Linked DNA regions of Gossypium hirsutum: region 1 is linked to region 2. A link is a contact called in public Hi-C data. All regions are on one chromosome and are shown on one strand. The core of a region is the stretch at or near the end of the contact, and the rest is flanking DNA. Distances in the headings are between cores, read along the strand shown. Region 1 has its middle 9.9 kb from the start of LOC107897089. Region 2 holds the start of LOC107897079 (RNA polymerase sigma factor sigC).

Region 1 (5,555 bases), core at 1,977-4,476, 150 kb after region 2:
AATTAAATAAATTGAATTTGGACTGCCACGTAGGACTGTCGTTAGGGAGGTAACAGAGGTTAACGATAGAGTGACCACTTCGTAATAAAACGATAACGTAAGTAGCTAAAATGTAACATTTTACACATAAGTGACTAAAATGTAATATAAGACAAACAAAAAAAGACTATTTTTATAGTTTACTTAATATAGAAATCACTAAAAAGCATGTAATTGTGAATGTAGTTAAAAACAGTAAAATAACTCACTATAACCAAAAGTAAAGAAACATAATTTACCAATAATTACATTAAAATATGGTTTTCAGAATTTTCCAACACATTTATTTATAAATCAAATATAAAGATGAAAAGAAAATAAATTAAAAACATATAAAATACCAAATGATTTTTAAAATAAAATTAGTTAGTATATTAATTAGTCAAAATTTTCATTCATATTTTTGGGTATTCAAAGGAAATTTTTAATTCATATTCTATTTGTTTGATATATAAATTTATAAAAGGTAAAACTAAATAAATTTGTATTTTAATGTATTTATTAAATCAACTTTATACTTTGCCACAATAATATTAGTTATTAATAGATTAAAGGTTGAAATTAACAATGTAAAATTATATGAGTAGAAATTTTGAAAATAAGATTATCGAAATTTTGGAAGTGAATTTATATAAACTAATTTAATTGGTTTCTTTGTTGTTGGTCAGTAATGCAAATATATAATTTTTATGATAAATATTAAATAAATAAAATTTATTTATTAAAATAAACCGCTTTAAATTAGTCAATTTGTCAAAATAATAATATGATAAATTAAATTAAATTTTGATAGTAAATTACTACTTTTTTTTATTGATTGTTATAAACATCAAGTTTATCTAGACTTTGCCATAAAGGTGTGCATGGGTCGGATCGGGCCGGGCCTATAAAAAATTTCTACCCGTTTTCAAGGCTCGGTCCGGCCATATTAATTTTTTTTGCTTTTTTTATTAAATAAAAAATTTTAAAATATAATAAATCAAATACATTTAAAAACATAAAAACAAATATTAAAACAAAAAAACAAATAAAAAATGAGACTAAAATAATTCTTAAAATAATACATAAATTAAAAATATAATAACAAGTAATTATATTAAAATTGAAAAATTGAAACAAATTAGAACTAAATTAAGAACCAAATTATATTAATAACAAAAGTTTTACAATATCAAAATAACATTAAAAACAACAAAAATAGTAAAGTCAAAGTACTAAAGTTACTTAAAATTAAAAATAAAAAATTTTTTAAAAATAATTTAATATTAAAATCGGGCTGGGCCAGGCCAAGCCCGGGCAAAAAAAATCTTACCCGGGGCTCGGCCCGTTTTCTAAACGGGCCTCATTTTTTGTCCAAGCCTATTTTTCGAACCTATATTTTTACCCAAACCCTCCAATTTTTAGGGCGGGCCTTCGGGCCGGGCCGGGGCGCCCGGCCCATGCACACCTCTACTTTGCCACCATCATTACACTTACCATAACCTCACCAACAACAATACTTCGTCAGAACCTAAGCCTTTGCGAATATATATACAGATAAAAACTCCTATAATCTATCTGTTGTCAACGACAAGTGTTGAATCCTTCCTAACATGTCTCACATATAAGATGTCGCCTAGTCATTTTCATCCCATTAATGCTGAACTAAATGGTTGTAGTATTTCCCAAGTGGGCAATCAAGATCTATACACATATCAAAACTAAGAGAAAAGTTCATTCTTACCTATAAATTTTGGTCCATAGCCTCATGAAAGATTTTATGTCTTTCATACCTTTTACACCGTTTAATTTTGGCTCAAAAATATTCTTCCCTTGAATTTATTTAAAAATTTAAATAATCTAATAGGAAAGATACACATTAAAATTTTTCAAGTTTGAGAGATATCTTTTCCTACATTTTTTTCAATATGTTTTTCGGTGATAAATAAAGACAAGGTTACTATTTGTTGATCATGGCAGTCGTGCTTATTTTGTTGTTGTATTCTAGGAGACTATTAACCACCGTTTCTCCAACACCAAATGAGCGGCAAAATCTGTCTTAAGAAGACTGTTTATACAGGCATCAACTACTAATACATTATTTCAATTTAATTTTATTTTCTGTTTTCCAATTTCATTTTTATTGTTCTTGTGATTAATATAAAATTTTATATTACTATTATTTTACTAACGTTTATGCAACATATGCGACGGGGTAATTCTTTTCATTTCTCAAATTTTTTGGTAGAAAAAAAAGGGAACATAGAATTACTTAATTTAGAGTACAATACAAAGCATAGTTGGTTTTATCAGCCATAAAACTAGAAAGCATGAAGTCGAGAATATCGAAATAGAAAACATAATCATTAAGGTACTATGTTAGTGACTTTCAGGTTTTCATGGAAAATAGAATTTATAACAATGGAGCTCAGGGGTTTTCACTTCCAGTTTGTAAATGGAAAAATATTTATGGGTTTTAATATTTTTTACCTAAAAGAAGGGGAAATTTTTATCAAATCCTCTCTGATTATTCTATTTTTTTCGTGGGGCTTATAGTGCCATGTGACATTTTTTTAGTGGGTTACGTGTTTTTCTTTGTCAGAAATTAATACCATTGAACTAAAGTATCATAATGATAAATGTAACAAAAATATAAGTATTGGACAATTGAAAACAGTGATAAATTTATGAGACTTGGCAACGGTCTGACCTCCCTTAAAATGTAAAAATATTATTTAAATTTTTAAATTTTTTAAAAATATTTAAAATAATAAGGATAAAATTATATATTAACCACTTAAAATTATAAAAAAATTAATTTAATTTTTTAAAAATTATAAAAAATATAAATTATAAAAAATTAAAATTTCATTCACCCTTTTACATTTTGCCTCTACCCTGATTGAAAAGAAAAGTATATCGAAAAATGTAGTGAAGTACATTGAAAATTTCTGCCATTATCCCGTTTTAAATTTATATATTTTAAAAGAAAAAAATGTAAAATTCGTCCTCAATATATTTTGAGGTGCTTAAGAGAAAAAGTGATATAATTTGAGGATCAATTTTGCATTTAAACCTTAGTCTAATTATGTTACAACTGACTAGCGGTTTCTATTTTGGGATAAAATGAGAGGAAAATGATAGTTTGAGGACCAAGTTTGCAGTTAAACCTTAATCTAATTACGGTTTAGTGGGAAAAAAATGCAAAACAACTCAAACGGATAAACCCTACCAAACGCAACGCTCAATTTCCTCCGATTTTTCCTTCGCGGTCTCGGACTTCGGTCTTTCTTTCGTCTTTGTGCACTGTTATTGAATTTCGAGTTTAGATCTGCTACTGTATTCCTTGAAATTCCGTGTTTGACCTTCTTCGTTGAGCATCCCAAACTGTTTTCCTACAATTCAACGAATTAGGGTTCCGGTCTGTTCTCTGTTTCGTTCTTTCGTGTTTAAAATCGCATCTGAAAAAAAAAAAGAAAAATTTTGAATCTTTCAAATATTTTGGTTTATAATCTAAACTTCATTAGCCCATGTTTGTTAAATATGTTTTATTCCCATTGCGGTTGCTTGAGTTTATTGGGCGTTAACGTCAAGCTTTCTTTTTATTCGGTGTCGTTTATGGGGTTTGTTAACTTCTGAAACTGATGGATACTCGGAGCCCTAACGGATCTTCGCCGCAGCAACCACGGTCTGTGAAGAATCATGGAATCACGAAACCAATATCCCTTGCGGGGCCTGTTGAGGCTGATATTCAATGGAATACCGAATTGGAGAAGGTAATCTCGCGTGTGCATGTGTGTTTAAGGATTGCATAGTTTTAATGATATTTAATCCACGAGTTGTCCTTTATTTCTGCAGTTTTTGATAGAGTCTGGGCTTTTCGAGAGCAAAGAAGGATCTTCGAAAAGGGAAGAGGTTCTTGGCCATATCACTGAGGTAATTAGCTAATAATTGAAGCTTGCTTGTTGCCATTAGAGGAAGAAAAATGTAAATAGTTGTTTGTACGTTGCTGTTTTGGGACTATTGGTTCATGTTTTTCATTTAATTACTAAGCACCTAGTTGGTTTGCACGTTATGGTGATTGCACAGTGATGTAACCTTTCATTTCTATTAATTATTTTGGTAAATCTTTCAGGGAAAAAGCATTTGCCGAGAAATAAACCAATTATGAAAGAGAAATGTACTGCAGATGGCTTTAGCATATTGTTTAGTTAAAGATGTTTGATCTCTTTTTTTTGTTCGGAAGTTTAGGTGTTTTGATCGAATCTCATATTTTGGTGTAGTTCTGAAAAAAGTGAATTATTTTCCTCATAGATTGTAAATAGTTGGGTAAAGCAATTAACACGTCAAAAGGGCTACACAGATCAGATGGTGGAAGAAGCAAATGCTGTCATTTTCACTTTTGGATCTTACCGTTTAGGGGTAAGTATGAACTCTAATTCTCTATGAAGTCTACTATTTCGTTAACTCATATTCTTTCTGACATTGCTTGGCGTTAATAGAAACTCTAGAATTATTAAGGTTTCTCTGTGGGCATGTACTTTGTCTGTTGGTCTGCTAACTGCCATATGTTAATTCTGTTTGGATTGTTTTGATTTGCGTGTCACAAGTTTAATCGATCTTTGATATTCATATGCTAAGCAACAATTCATATTTTGATAGGTGCATGGACCTGGGGCTGACATAGACACTCTGTGTGTTGGGCCATCTTATGTGAACCGTGAGGTGTTTTTTATCTGCTTTTAAAAAAAAAATGAAAAAAGAGTTGCACCTTCAATTAAGTTTGGCGGCTGTGTAGTTCGAGTTTGACTAATATTAATTTGAACTTTGCTAGGAAGATTTCTTCATCATTTTGCATGATATTTTGGCTGAAATGGAAGAAGTTACTGAACTTCAACCCGTTCCAGATGCTTATGTCCCACTAATGAAATTTAAGTTCCAAGGGATATCAATTGATCTTCTTTATGCAAGTATATCTCTTTTGGTTGTACCAGATGTAAGTTTGTATTCCATTTGATGATTTTTTCCATTTACACGTGTCTACGTTACTGCTGCATTGCATCTCTTAATGCTTAAGTGAACGCCAAGAATGATTTTCTCTACACATTGCAGGTGGTACGAGCTATTCTCTGATAAAGAAACCTTTCTTGGTTTTCTTGATATGTTGTCAACCTATTTGTTTTATAATAACTGATAGGCAATTTTAAGTATAAGGCGGTATGCCTATCTGGTATTCTTTTGTTTAAAATAGCACATTATACTTATTAACTAATTTGGCAAAATTGTCATATCTGACCTTTTGCAACTCATAGATACCTCCTAATATATGAGTTCTTTTAGTGGCCCCCTCAGTTGGTTTTTTCCTCAATAGTTTCAAAAGCAAAAGTGCCTTCTACTGTATTTAGATAATTTATAAGTTTGGGTTCAAAATGAATTTGACCAGCAGTTGGATGGGTCTTGGAGTGTTTTAGCTGAATTTATGGTCAGGACCTGACTCTTGAATGTTACGTTTGCTGAAGGGACCGACCAATAACGAA
Region 2 (5,592 bases), core at 1,544-4,043:
GATTTTGCTATGCAAGAGGAGATGAATCACTCCACAAAAATAGAATACAGGATCTTGTGAAACTTTCTAAAGGGAAAAAGGTTGTTCGTTGTAAATGGGTGTTTAAAAAGAAAGAAGGGACTCTAAGAGTTGAAGAACCCAGATATAAAGCAAGGCTTATTGTAAAGGGTTACAGTCAAATTCCAGGAGTGGACTTCACATATGTGTTCACCCTAGTTGTGAAGCATAGTTTGATTCGAGCTTTGCTTGGTATTATAGCCATGCATGATTTGGAACTTGAGCAGTTAGATGTAAAAACTGCATTTTTGCATGGAGAACTTGAGGAGGATATTTACATGCAACAACTAGAGGGTTTTATAGTCTCAAAAAAATAAGACTATGTTTGCTTGCTGAAAAAGTCCTTTTATAGTTTGAAACAGTCACCAAGACAGTGGTACAAGAGATTTGATTCCTTTATGACTTTTTATGATTTCAAAAGAAGTAGATTTGAAATTTGTGTTTACTTTGAGAAAAACAATGATGGTTTTTTGCGTATCTACTCCTTTATGTTGATAACATGTTGATAGCAGCGAAAGATAAAGGAGAAATAAAAAAGGTCAAAGCCCAAATAATGAAGAATTTAAGTTGAAAGATTTGGGACCAATAAAGAAGATACTTGGTATGGAGTTTCTCAAAGATAGAAAATCAAGTAAATTGTACCTAAGTCAGAAAGGTTACATTGAGAAAATTCTTTACAGGTTTAATATGCAGAATGCTAAACCTATTAATACTCCTTTAGCAGCCCATTTCAGATTTTCATCGGCTTTGTCTCCACAATCAGATGATGAGATTGAGTACATGGTACATGTTCCATATTCTAGTGCAGTGGAATCTCTCATGTCCAAATTTATCATATGTAGTCAGTGCAGTTAGTAGATACATAGTGAATCTCGATAAAGAACACTGGAAAATAGTTTAGTGGATTTTAATATACTTATGAGGTACTAATAATGTTTGCTTACAGTTTGGAAGAACTAGAGATGAAGTCATTGGGTATGTTGATGCTGATTTTGCTGGAGATCTTGATAGAAGAAGATCTCTCACAGGTTATATCTTTACAATTAGAGGTTGTACAATCAGTTGGAATGCCACTTTGTAAACTACAGTTGCTTTGTCTACCATTGAAGCTGAGTACATGGCGATTACTAAGGCTTGTAAAGAAGCCATTTGGTTGAAGGGACTCTTTAGTGAACTCAATGAAGACGTTAAAATCAGTACAGTATTTTGTGACAATCAAAGTGACATCTTCTTTACAAAAGATCAAATGTTTCATGAGAGAACAAAACACATTGATATTTGATATCATTTTGTTCGTGATATTATTGCTCGTGGTGATATTGTTGTAAGCAAAATTAGTACTCTTAAAACTCCTACAGATATGATGACTAAGTCACTTCCTATAACTAAGTTTGAGCATTGCTTAGACTTGGTTGGTGTTCATTGTTGAAGTTAAACCCTTAAGGGATTTTCTAGCAGAGGTGGAGAACTTGTTCGTTGAGAGTTTGCAATGAAGAACTTGTTCATTAAGAATTCATGTCAAGGTGGAGATTGTTAGAATTGAGTAACCCGAATTCTGATTTAAATAAAATACAGTGATAAAATAAAATTGTAAAATCCATATAGAACTACACTTCTTTTATTTTTTTTTAGAATAATGTTTTTTAAACCTTATTAAACTCTATCTATTTGATATTGATTAGAATTGGGTATTTCAATCTTACTACATTCCTATTAGAATATGGTTTTACAAGCCTATAAATAGACATAGTCTACTCCTCTTATAATCATTCGAATTTGACATAGTGAATTTTCTTCTCCTCTGCCCGTGATTTTTTTCCCGAAAGGGTTTCCACATAAAAATATGTGTGTTCTTTATTTTTTCTTTCTCTTTTTTTATGGTATATTGTCATTACTAATATTCTATTTTTTTACACTAATTTTATGAATGAAATCCATTGCCTTCTTTCTCTCTCTAGATCTTTTCCTCTCTGTTTTCTCTCTTCTCTCGATTTTCTTCATTTCCATTGCAACAGGAAATTCTCTCCCATCACTATTAGATGGGGTCTATGTGCTGCAATACACATAATAGCCAAAGGTAAAAGCAAATGCTCAAAAGCAATTTGATGCCATTTGGAATTAATAGGCACATGATCATTTGGAATATGCGGCAACTTGATCTAAAATACATTTTATCTTAAATTCAAAAGGAAAAAACATTTTATCTCCAACTAATTGATATTTATATTTATACGTGTTAAAATCTAATTTATATACAATTCTTAATTTTATTATCAATTTTTTTACCAATGATTTATTAAAAATTAAATTCAAGTTTAAAGAAAATTCTACTTCAATCAAATTCAATCAAATCTATTGAAATCCCAAGCCTTAAATAGGTTGAATCTGATATTAATAAAAAGTAATTAGACAAAATCCAAATTAAAAGTTATAAATGAGATGCTAAATTTGTTTCCGAATAATGCATCTCAATTTGAATATTTAGTTCTTGATAATTTTTTTTTAACTTGGTTTTTAAATATTTTTATTCACATTAATTTCAGAACTTGACAATTTTTTTTAATTTAACCTTTAAATTTAAATAACATTAAGGTGTGATGATGACGTCAATTATTTGATGATGTGGTTTAATTTTAAAGTTTCAAGTCATTATATCTTAATAAAATTCAAATTTAAGAGCAAATTTGAAAAAATCTACTAAATTTAAAGTCTAACGGAGAAAAAAAAAAGCACCCAAAGAAATTGTGCGAGGGACTAAATAATAAAATATGATTTCAAACACAAGTCCAGGAAGAAGAAAAGAAAAAAAGCTCAATTATTGCAGAAGAGCCCAGATATTAGAGGTGGCCTAATAACAAACCCAAATCCAGCAAAAGATATTTTGGGCACTTTTATCATCCGGAAAAGAGAAGGCTGAAGCTGTCTTTGACACAAGTTTTTGAAGATGAAGAACCCGTGGTTCAGGTGAAAACAAAACAAATTATAGCAAAAATAGAATAAAAATAAATAAAATGGAATGATGGATTTGATGGTTTGCCTGCTAACATACGTTTTTCTATTTAACTCTGCAAACTTTATGAAGATTTAATGGACACTCTGTTTCTGCAATACATAAGAATCAACAATGGGTTTTAGATTGAATCTCAAAGGTGTTTTCCCAGTTCCTTCTCATTTTCTTCCCAATTATTCACCTTCCAGGCTTCCTTCTTCTTCTTCTTCTTCAGGTGAGTTCAATGGATTTTCAAATCCACTCTATCCTTCTTGCTTTACTTAAAAGGAAAGTTAAGCTTTTAAATTTTCTGAGTTTGGTTAGATTGTCAGTTAATTGCTTAGTTGAATTTGTATTGCTGCATTCTTTTAATGTTAATTGAAGCTAAGATGAAAATGATGTCCCTGTAATTTAGCGAAGTTTTAGATTTTGTTAAAAATTGAATATCTTGCTTTTTAGATTTAAAAATTCGAATTCAATCATTGACAGCTTTAGTGTTTTCAATCAAATTTGGTTACCATATCAAAAGTGTTTACTGAGTTCATAATGAATTGCTTTTGAAGTTGGTATGATTGTAAGAGTGTTTTGAATGCAAATTTTAGCAGAAAATACTAACTGCATTAAGATTGAGCAAGGACTTTTAAAATCTCAAACTTTATTCAAGAACAGGGATTCGCAACATGGTTTGGCCTAAAATTAACTTCGACTAAGAAGTTGGTTATTTTTCTATTTCGAGCTTTTACTATGCAGTCCATGCAATTGAATTCCAATTCATTCTCTGGCCTTATCTTATACCAAGTGCTTGTCTTTGGGTTGTTGTCAAATTTTCATTTCTTCCCTTGGTTTTTGTTCACTTCGATTTATTTTTCTTTAACACAGTTAGAGGGAAGGAGGCTTCTTTTAACTCAACCAGGCTGTCTTTAATATCTGATGAAGGTGTGTTTCTATCAAAAGATCCTCCAAAAGCATATGCTTCACCTGCAGCTCTGCAAACATTAGAAAATGGTTGCTCAGATATTGAAGAAAAGGTGTGTGGTTGAATATCAAATTATATCTACTGAACTGCACGCAACCCTTTATTGGATATTTCATAATTTTTCACTGTCAAGTATCTTGTATTATTGTGGATTTTTTTTTTTTCTCTTCCAGGTAAATATTGACAAGGGACCACAGTCACAGAATTGTTCCCATGTTATGGTTGGTAAATCGCATGAACCAATTAGAGGAAACAGATCTTCCTCGTGCGCAAGCCCACAGACATGCAAGGCATCACGTTATAACGTGCTTATGGATAATCTCCACGTTTTGGAGGAGACATTTGTTGATTCAGATGTGTTAAGATTGGAGAGGGAAATCCTAGTACAACTAGGAAGGCTTGGAGCTCTAAATTTATTCAATATCTTTCTGTCTCATAAACCTTCAAATATTTTCGACCTATCTGACGATGCTGCTAATAGTTTAGAGTGTATTATGAATGGTTTGGTGGATAGTGAAAAGGACAAGATAATTGTTAGCTCTAGAAAAAATAAACAACGAAGAAAAAGAAGAGAAAAAGCAGTAGAAACTACTACAATTTCTACACAGTTGCCGCCTACCAACACCCTACATGGACGTTATCAAAAGCCCAAACGTTCTTCTCCTAAAAGAATGTCAGACTCTAGAAAGAGAAGATCGGCAGTTGCTAGGAATGAAGTAGAAATGTCAAAGGGTGTTAAGGTTGTCTTACAAGCTTAGTATATGGAATGCATATTCTTTTGTTACACACATCTTAAGGCAACCTCTGACCTCTCTATGCTTTTTCCAAGCAGGTGGTTGCAAACTTGGAGAGGATTAGAGCAACTTTGGAAGAGGAAACCGGGAGAATTGTCAGCTTGAGTTGCTGGGCAGAAGCAGCCAAACTTACTGAGAAGGTGCTGCAACAGCATTTGCATTATGGTTGGTACTGCAGGGATGAGTTAATAAGGAGTACACGCTCCTTAGTCCTCTACTTTGCAAGGAACTATAGGGGTTTGGGAATAGCCCACGAAGACTTAATCCAGGTTAGTCAGGCCTTTTTGATATGCTTGGTTGTCTACATGCTACACTTGTTTTAATCATTTCCAATCAAGTTATTATTCTACATAAAGTAATTTTCTGAGCAGATCTTGCCTGATTAAAAATGCGGCTGCCTAGTTTTTTCTTTGTCTATGTTTACACTTTTGATGTTTTGGAATCTAATCAACAGTATGAATAGATTAGGATGAATCTTCTTATGGGAAGTATCATCTAGGCTAAACCACTAAAAATGCCCTTGGACTAGTTTACTTTTTTTAATAAGCCCCTATACTTTTACTGAACCCAAATAAGCCCTATGTTTTAATTTGTACTTAATTTAGCTTATATTTTAAATGAAATGTTAATTTATGTTAAGAGCATTTAGGCATAAATTAAAGGTTAAGGACTTATTTATATACAAGTTAAAGATTAAGGGCTAATTTCGGTATATATTAAATTTCAAGGGCTTATTTCAGTGTTCATCTAAATAAAGTAGTAAAGTTCAAGGGTCT

What was found. A called contact is a pair of places that touch in the nucleus more often than the background predicts.
Region 1: a contact with region 2 is called in a Hi-C map of leaf, with 1.6 times the contacts expected there. The contact joins the enhancer-like site here to the promoter of LOC107897079 in region 2. A contact is called at or near these places in 2 of 34 Hi-C or Micro-C datasets (both in leaf).

Annotation. Positions count from the first base shown.
Region 1 is chrA06:32,132,580-32,138,134 of Gossypium_hirsutum_v2.1, forward strand. It overlaps the pseudogene LOC107897088. Among protein-coding and RNA genes, the nearest start is that of LOC107897089, 9.9 kb to the right of the region's middle. Within about 2 kb of position 3,227, at least 7 of the 9 cell types and tissues checked have an H3K27ac peak or open chromatin away from gene starts, as enhancers often do. A contact at or near this core is called in leaf, where this site is marked.
Region 2 is chrA06:31,982,888-31,988,479 of Gossypium_hirsutum_v2.1, forward strand. It overlaps LOC107897079 (RNA polymerase sigma factor sigC), which reads left to right and starts at 2,794. Exons shown (of 8, transcript XM_041115747.1): 1 at 2,794-3,021; 2 at 3,140-3,281; 3 at 3,926-4,074; 4 at 4,196-4,762; 5 at 4,855-5,085. The coding sequence starts at 3,182.